2 separate regions of the Mus musculus genome follow, and region 1 is linked to region 2. Evidence: chromatin contacts called from public HiChIP or PLAC-seq data. All regions are on one chromosome and are shown on one strand. Each heading gives the region's core, a stretch centred on a gene start, on an enhancer-like site or on the middle of the called end of the contact. The rest is flanking DNA. Distances are from core to core; before and after follow the strand shown. Region 1 overlaps Skap2 (src family associated phosphoprotein 2). Region 2 overlaps Skap2 (src family associated phosphoprotein 2).

Region 1 (3,946 bases), core at 635-3,134, 150 kb before region 2:
GTGATCTGTGCTTCTTCATGTCTCTTGTCATGTTTAAAAGTCCACAGTTCAGCAGTAACATGCGAAAGTGCAAGGTAATTCAGGGGAAGGCATTGGCTAGAACAATCAATAAATTTTCAATTAGCCAGTTTCCAACTTTGGGTGTTTTGCTCCATTGATCTGCATGTGCCCGGCTGAATTGATTTTTATATTTTCCTCAGTAGCTGTTTGGTCAGACCATTCATTCCCTGTTTTAACAGAAAGTGTGATTCTGTTCTGATGGCAGCTGAAAGTGTAGGCTTTAAGTTAACACATTAAGTTGGGGTGACTGACAGCTCATTGAACAAAGTAAAATCTGGTTCCCACCATAAAGTAGGGAGACATGTGGGGTTAAATAGTAAAGCCATCTGGGGGACCAGGGTTGGTCTTTACAGTTATTTTATTGATGTGAGACTCAGCAAACGGTGGCTCCCCCCAGCCAGTTCTTGCTTTCTCCTTTAGGCAGATTCAGGTCAGCACAGAGGTGTGTGTGTGTGTTAGGTAGAGAGAAGAGGGAGGTTGCCTTGTTCTCACCTCCAGGCTGCAGGTCTTCTAGGCTGTTCCAGAGTAGGGGTTTGTGAGGACAGGTGCTGAATTCTGACTGCCTCGTGGAGGAGTTTATCATTGGAAGACTTTTGTTCCTGTACCTTTTTACTGTTGGATTACCATGGAAGATGGTTTTAAAAAAAAGTGTGTGTGAGTGTGTGTGTGTGTGAGTGTGTGTGTGTGTGAGTGTGATACTTGTCCTCACTCAGTCTAAAGGAAGGCAGGGTGGCAGTTTTTCTAGGGGTTCACGTGTATAAAGAAAAAGAAAACAGAAAGGAGACTCAGTGGGCAGGGTGTTTAAGTGCTCACTTCTCAGGGGTCAGTTGTCTGCTGAGTGATTCTCTGATGTAGCTGCACAAGGATTGCTGGGCTCTCAGAACACGTCATCTTTTCATTGTGTTTTCAGACCTTAACATTTATGGACAAAGCAGTTGTAAATCTGATCTGTCAGCTGCCTTGCCCCAGACTTTTACAGCTGTTCCCACTGGATGGCTTACTCTTGACAAAGTTAAGGTGTAACAGGAGCAAAAACTTACCACCCCGTTTACTGTGACCGAGATAACTTTTTCCTGTGGCTACCTTGCAGTTGATGCCCATGGGAGTGGAGGTGATGCTTCCGTTAGATGCAGGCTGTGTGACCTGCGGCCTTTGATGGTGCCCCATCGGTCTTTTGCGTTGGTGGCACCCTCTTTTCCAGGCCTTATTGGCATAAGCCCAGTAGCCGCCTCCCACCCCTCAATCCCGCTCTTTCGTGGCTGGCGCCCGTGGGTAAAATAAAACCTCTCTTTCGGAGAAAAAGGGAGTCTCAGTCCCTGGGCTTAGGGGCCAGCCTGCGCAGGCTGACCTTTTCCTGTAGTCAAATTACCAGTTCCCCGGAATTACAGAAAGGAGTCAGGGAAATCTACATATGAACAGGAGGACACGACCTCTAAAGGAAGGTAAAAAAGGGCCATGGCGGCTTGCTAGCTCACCGCGGCAGGCTATTTCACCATTTGCAGGGCTATTTAGAGCACAATAAAAAGCTTCAAATCTCTTTTCCAACCAGCCAGAGGAGCGCTTGATTTACCCAAGAGTTTTATTGCTGCCTTTTGAAATATTACTCTGGCTTTGAGGTACAAAGCCACAGATCCAGCCCCATTTGTCTAGCGTGGCTGTCCCAAACTCAGCTGCTCTGTGCCCAGCTCTCTGTTCCCAGCTACGTGGACAAGAGCCGGAGGTTTAAGGCAGGCTGGATTTGGGCTGGTTTCTGGGGGGCAAGGCTGGGGCACCCCAGGACAGCCTGGTCCGTGATCCCTGTTCCAGGGCTGGCAAAAGCGCCAGGGAGAAAAGTCGGCAAGCTGCGCAGTACCGCTATTGCTGCCAGCGCAGGCTGGCGTACTTCATCCGTTAGATCTGACTCACTGTATATTTTAAGACTTCAAAAGCTTAAATACCAACCAAGTCTATTGGCAACCAACAATCCAGATTATTGCAGCTTTTCCCAGCTAAAATTCTCGTTAAACACCACCCCCAGCAAAGCAGTTTGTTCCCTGTATCCTTCTGGAGAATTATCGAGAAAGCCAATGTTTGGAAAACTCGTCCTAACAGTAAAGCATTTTCTAGGAAAAAGCTTGGGAATAAATATATTAAACGTGTCGCTTTAAAAGTATAGACCTTTTCCATACCTAGGCCTCCCCTTGAGAAATTCGGGTTTTTCCTGCACTTTTTCAAAAAAACGTTTTCTCAAAATAGAGGGATGGGGTCCCATTTTCCAGACACATTGGGTAGGCTTTTAGGAAACAGCAAGTTGAACATGCAGCGTCTTTGTGGTGGTTTTCTGAGTTTTTATAAAACTGAAATGACCTTTTAAAGAAATAACTCGTGGGCAGTAATTTGTTCTGTTATTGCTTACGGAGATAGAAAATAGATCCTGTTTGTTTAAACTGGGATTGCATAATGAAAATGTAAAATAGGCAATTAAATACTCGTGGAAGAGGGAATTAAAGACAAACATTGAATGAAAATAACATTAAGCCGACTGTTCACCAGTCTATGTGTCTGTGAGTCTTGCAAGTATAGGGTGGGTTGGGGAGGGCTCGCTGCAGTAGCCTGCTACTTCTTGTCCACTTTTAAAAAGTTACTGTATGGATGGATACTAGGGAAGCCAATGATCTCTTTCAGCTACAGTCGGCTTGTCCAGAGGTGGCCTGCTCCTACTCCTGTGGGTAGAAGCTGCTGCTTCAAGTTTTACTCTTTTGAACCCACATGAGAATTTGTCCCAGGTCTGCTGACCTCTGCCTCTGCCTCTGCCTCTTTCCTCCATATTTTAGGGGCCACAGAAGGAAAGAGGAGCCAGGACATTTTGCTTTCATTTCGTTTGATACTTACTTTTAACATATACTTGCTGTTAAGAGATTGTTTCATGTTTTAATCTTATTTTTTCCTTGTATTATTGGCTTAGCAAAAAAATATGCGTTTATTGTGAGTCTGTAACAGCTTCATCCATGTTCCTCATTGGAGCAAAATACTTTCTATAATCAGGAATTTAAAATTGATTAGATTCTAGGTTATATAGTAGGTTTTAAATGGTTAAATATGAATACAATTGAGATTATTGCACTTTTTAGTACTTATGTGTAATATTACATTTTGATCTTTTTATCACTGTAAGTTAGGAGACAAAGTCGTTAGGGAAAAAGAAAGTAAGTCACACATCTTTCTGGTGTGGGCTGTGGGTGATTTGTCTAACATTTTAATGTAATTCTCTAAGAGATATTTTAAAGTGAGCCATGAAATTCTGAAAATAAAATATGTGTCAGTAAGCTATCCAATATTTTATGAACAATAATAATGGATGTCTAGGAGTCAAAGCAGCAAAGACTTCGTGGAACTTTATAGGAGAGGAGTCAGCCAACACAATATTTAGGAGTTTACTGAAATTTCAGAAGAGGCTGTGGGAAATGTTATACAAAGCTATATTTGGACTCTGTATTTTTTCATAGTAGAAGAACCCATTTTTCTCACTTCTCTATTCAACTATGGTATTCCAGGTAGCTAAGAGCAGGGTGGGAAGCAAAGGACAACTGGGTGTCTTCTCACTTGAGGGTAGCCAGCATGGGTGGGGCAGGTAGCAAGGAGGAGGATAGTTTTTGAGAATCTTGATTAGGAAAAAAAGGGGATTAATTTTTTCTTCTAAGCATTAGATATTATGTGTTCCTGAAAATAGATGATACTGGGGAAAGCAAAGTGCTATCAGAGGCTTTTAGCTTATCTTTATAAAATGCTGTGACTGGTTCTTAGGGCAACTTAAAAAATAATTATAAAGCGACAGTAGCACGCGCATAAAAGCTTTCCGCTTGCTTTGCAGAAGAGAATTTGTGTTATGGGTCATGGTAGTTTATTA
Region 2 (4,251 bases), core at 330-2,829:
TCTAAGCAGGATAAATAAAGAGCATTTCTACTGAAGAAGAAAACTTAAATGTAGCTTTCTCTTTTTGCCTGCAGAGAAGTCTTGTGTCTGTCTGCAAGTGCCTTGGAACATGGAATGCCTGAGTGCCTGCTCGGAGCCACCTTCCTTTGGGTGAACATTCCTGCCTCAGCTGCCATTCGATGTAGTCACGCACTAAAGCACTCTGATGTCAGATTGAGCAGGCAGTGATGGGTTACATTAGATACAAGCAGTAGAGATAAGACCTGTTGCTGTTTTGCAAATAATAATTAGTTTTAATTTACCCGTTTGGTTTGTATGGTAGAATTCACTGTGATTGTACGTGAATCTTAGTCATTGAAGCGCCGGTGAGGGTTGCTGTTTCTCTTAGTCGCTGGGTGTAAGTTATTTTTAGAGTGCCACAAATAATTTCCTAGACTTTGTACATTTTGAGTCAATAATAAAGACTTCTTTAAAGCTGTAGAGATGACTTAGCCTGGTATTTTATTCTTCATAGAGTAATAACATGTTTTCATTAAAGAAGTTGTATAGACTCACGGGTTTACCTGCTGTAGGTAAGAAAGAATAAACCGGTGCTTGAATTACAGATAGAGGGAAAGTGGCAGCCTGCTGTCCGCTGGCGCACAGATCAAACCAGAGCCGGGTTGCTGAAAGCCCTTCAGTATCCTAATTTGATGATGGGCTTGCCAGTGTTTTCTAATATAATTTTATTTAAATTTAATGAAATCAAAGATTCATAAGAAAGCCCATTTACCATTAATACAATGGTATAAACAACTTGGGCATGTTTTCAGAGTCCGAGGCAGGCAGGTATTCGCTGACCTCTCTGACTCTATCACTGCACTATCACAATCCCACCGCTAAGTAGCAGTCCTGGCCGAAACTCCTGTGCGCTGCTCTGGACCAAACGGAAGAGACAGACTCTTGCGGGATGGCAGCAGTTGGCAGCCAGCAGTGAGTGAAGGGAAGGCTGACTTGCTCTCTGATACTGCTGTTGATGCATGGGTAAGGGTTGCAGAATCCTGACTCTTTCATATATAGTTAAAATTGGGGTGTTTTTAATCATCTCTAGAGACGGCAGGAGAGCCTTACTCTGTCTCAGATGCACCAGTGACTAGATATTTTGGAGTAAATGGGATCTACTATTGAATCATTCTAGTGCAGGTTCTAGCTTTTGCCTAATTTTGCAGGTCGGAATGCAAATGGGCTGATAATATTTTTTAAATCTCCACTATTTATGTAAAACTATATTTACAGGCAATAGTAGAGTGTTTATTTTACTGTTATACTATGTATGTTGTGATCACTCATTTTCCAAAGTCAAAGAAAAAAATCCTGTTTACCTATGTAGACATAGTTCAAGTTTTCAGAAATTACATTTGTACAGTTACTCATTTCCTACTAAAGTGTCATCTAAATAGGTTGAAATCATCTTGGCAAAAGTTAGACAGGCAGAAATTAATTCAGTGGTTCATCTTTCAGAGCCAGCATGGTTGAAAAGCCAAGCCTAGCCTATGGTTACGGGGTTGTGCCTTTAACCTAAGTGGCCAGCAGATGGCAGCAGCTTGTCGTTTGCACGTGGACCCACTTGGGAACCCCTCCCCCACCACAGCCGACTGAGAGGCCGTGTGATTTCCGTCTTCTTTTCCAGTTAATCCAGGAGAGGGAGTCCTTTGCCAACGGATGGCCCCCGTTTCCAGCACAGAGGCCGCTCTTCCCAGAGCCGTGTGTGGCCTTTGTTCTTTTCTAAACGTGAATATACATGGGAGATAGAAGACTGGAACCAAAGGCCTTTAAAATTGGGAAAGATGAGAAAACCTGCCACTCCCTGTGCTTTAAGTGCGCTTTCTGTTGAGTTGATAAACTCATCTTTGTGCTATGAAGAAGTTTCTCTCTACCCTTGACAGTACATCACATTCTCTTCAAGATCATAATAACATCATTAATGTGAATTTAAACAACAGGGCTTGTTAGAAAATATGCTAATTGTTATGTTCTCATTATGTTTGCCTAGCTTTTATTTGTTTTTCTATGAACAGTTAGAGAGCTAATTTTTCTGAAAGGTGATTGTAAGTCATATTTTATATAGCATTTTGCTTGATGGTTTGCTCTGTACTGAATTTGTACTCTGTTGCCATTAGATCTTACAATAATGTTCCACTCTGCAAATTTTTAAGGTTCAAATAAAGTTTAATTGTTTGCAAACTGTTATGATGCTAATAATTCAACAGCCTGCTGTGTTACTAATGAAATTACTTTGTTATGATTAATTTGGAGAATAGTGTGTTGATTGTAGTAATTAAGCACAACAAGGTGAAGTAAATGATGCTAATGCCATCTGGCCTCCAAACCGAATGAAGAAATGAAATAGGGCTGTCATTTGAATTTATTCAAAGAAGTAAGCATCGTGCACATGGCTCCCATGTCTGTGGGGTTTGCACTTAACCACCGCTCACCCCACCCCATTTTGACCACTTTTCGGCATATGACAGGTTTGTTTTTTGTTTTTTGTTTTTTTAATGAAAAATGGTGTTGGTTGTCCAGTAGTTGATGTGAATACTTGGTTTTAAACTGATTATTTTAACTGTAATTCAATTACAGATAATTACATACAGTACATAGGAGCGTAGCGAGGAGAATCACTTTGCAGCCATCTGTAGGTAAAGTCGGTACATGTGGGCCTTTTTATTTTCTGTCAGTGGAGAAACACTTTGGCCCTAGCCCTTCACAAGTAGCCCGGCTCCCTTTGCTTGTTTTAAAGTGTTTGTCTTTACTGGTGGAGTCTACTCTTGTTGCTTAGGTACAGCCATGAGATGTGGTACAGCCTGGAGCAGGGCAAATGGTCTCCAGTAAACACCTGTGAACTGCCTTGATACCCTACAGTAGGTCAAGACTTAAGATTTAAGAAGAGGGGAAAAAAAGAACTTGATCTTTGTACCCAGACAAACAAAAACCAAACAGCCACAATCCTTCGCAACCGGTCCTCTTTCCTGAGGCCTTAGCAGCTGGGCACCGGGTTTGTCGGTTACCGAGTGTAGCAAAAGTGTAGGTGACTGCAACATCAAGCTATAGCACTGTGCTTAGCCACGTGTTCAAGGTTATGTAACTTTTTCAAGTGAGAGGCACAGGTGGCTCAAGGAGCTTGGAGCAAGCATGTAGCTCCTCTTTCCGAGCACCCTAAGCTACCACTGCCTTCATTACCCTCAGGCAATGTCAGAGGAGCCAGCTCCCACCCTGTACCTTAGAAAAAAGCCCTGTAGAATTTCACCTTGGGTGGATCTGATAAGAATTTCAGAGTCAAGTGTGGTGGCATGTGGCTGTGATAGAGGCAAGAATATCAAAAGTCCCAGGCCAGTCTGGGCTACATAGTATCATCCTGTATTAAAGGGAATCAATAAAGGAAAAATCCTAAGAGGAAAAGTTTCACGGGTCCAATTATAATATAATTATTGTGCTTTAAAAAAAAAACCACAAAAACAAAACCAAACAAACAAAAGACCCCCTCTACCCTCTGACTTCTCAAAAGTCCTGTGATGATCATAGTAACTTGGATGTGTACAGCCCCCAGATGAGAGGAGACACTGCTGTAGATAACTCCAGTCAAACCCTTGGTTAGCATCAACCCGTAACATTTGCAATGGGGATGAGCACAGGAAACACTTGTGCTTGTGGCAAAGCTGCAGAGTCAGGCCTCCTCCCCCAGCAGAGACAGGCATACACACACACACACACACACGCACACACGCACACACGCACACACGCACGCACGCACGCACACACACGCACACACAAGTCCTCAAGTGTTCCTAACATCTTGACTTTAGATTCTGTTTCCCCAGGAATCTTAAAGGAACCTTATTTTAAGAGTCTTCCTTTTTGGGGAGGCAGAGGCAGGCAGTTCTCTTGAGTTCGAGGCCAGCCTGGTCTACAAAGTGAGTTCCGGGACAGCCAGGGCTACACAGAGAAACCCTGTCTCGAAAAAAACAACAACAACAACAAAAAAAAGTTTTCCTTTTTATTATCCATTACTCAAATGGTAAGATAGTACTGCACTTGTCTGTTTCCTGTTTATCGGCCTCAACTTTTAATATAAAAACATCACTCCTGTTAGGGTAAAAGGTGCCTCATGAAGCTCAAACAGCAATTTAGCTCTTATTTGAGAAAAAATGTCACGCAGATACTCTCAGGGGAGGAAATTAACAACACCAAAACCTGCCAGTAACAAACAGCGTC

The links. HiChIP or PLAC-seq counts read pairs in DNA pulled down with a chosen protein or histone mark.
Region 1: an H3K4me3 HiChIP or PLAC-seq map of bone marrow-derived macrophages shows a contact between it and region 2, with 2.0 times the contacts expected there. The contact joins two enhancer-like sites. A contact is called at or near these places in 4 of 39 promoter capture datasets (cranial neural crest, hippocampal neurons, macrophages and 1 more), 1 of 15 datasets of contacts at CTCF or cohesin (the NIH/3T3 cell line), 11 of 484 Hi-C or Micro-C datasets (the 3T3-L1 cell line, beige adipocytes, common lymphoid progenitors and 8 more), 8 of 115 datasets of contacts at active chromatin or transcription factors (bone marrow-derived macrophages, differentiating embryonic stem cells, embryonic forebrain and 4 more) and 3 of 9 other capture datasets (adipose tissue, embryonic stem cells and liver).

Annotation. Positions count from the first base shown.
Region 1 is chr6:52,004,044-52,007,989 of GRCm38.p6, reverse strand. The region is part of intron 1 of Skap2 (src family associated phosphoprotein 2); the gene reads left to right. Among named protein-coding and RNA genes, the nearest start is that of Skap2, 6.5 kb to the left of the region's middle. Within about 2 kb of position 1,884, at least 68 of the 459 cell types and tissues checked have an H3K27ac peak or open chromatin away from gene starts, as enhancers often do. A contact at or near this core is called in bone marrow-derived macrophages, where this site is marked.
Region 2 is chr6:51,855,394-51,859,644 of GRCm38.p6, reverse strand. Skap2 (src family associated phosphoprotein 2) reads left to right here. Exons shown (of 13, transcript NM_018773.2): 13 at 75-480. Among named protein-coding and RNA genes, the nearest start is that of Gm38811, 150 kb to the right of the region's middle. RefSeq lists an enhancer at 1,031-2,410. Within about 2 kb of position 1,579, at least 38 of the 459 cell types and tissues checked have an H3K27ac peak or open chromatin away from gene starts, as enhancers often do. A contact at or near this core is called in bone marrow-derived macrophages, where this site is marked.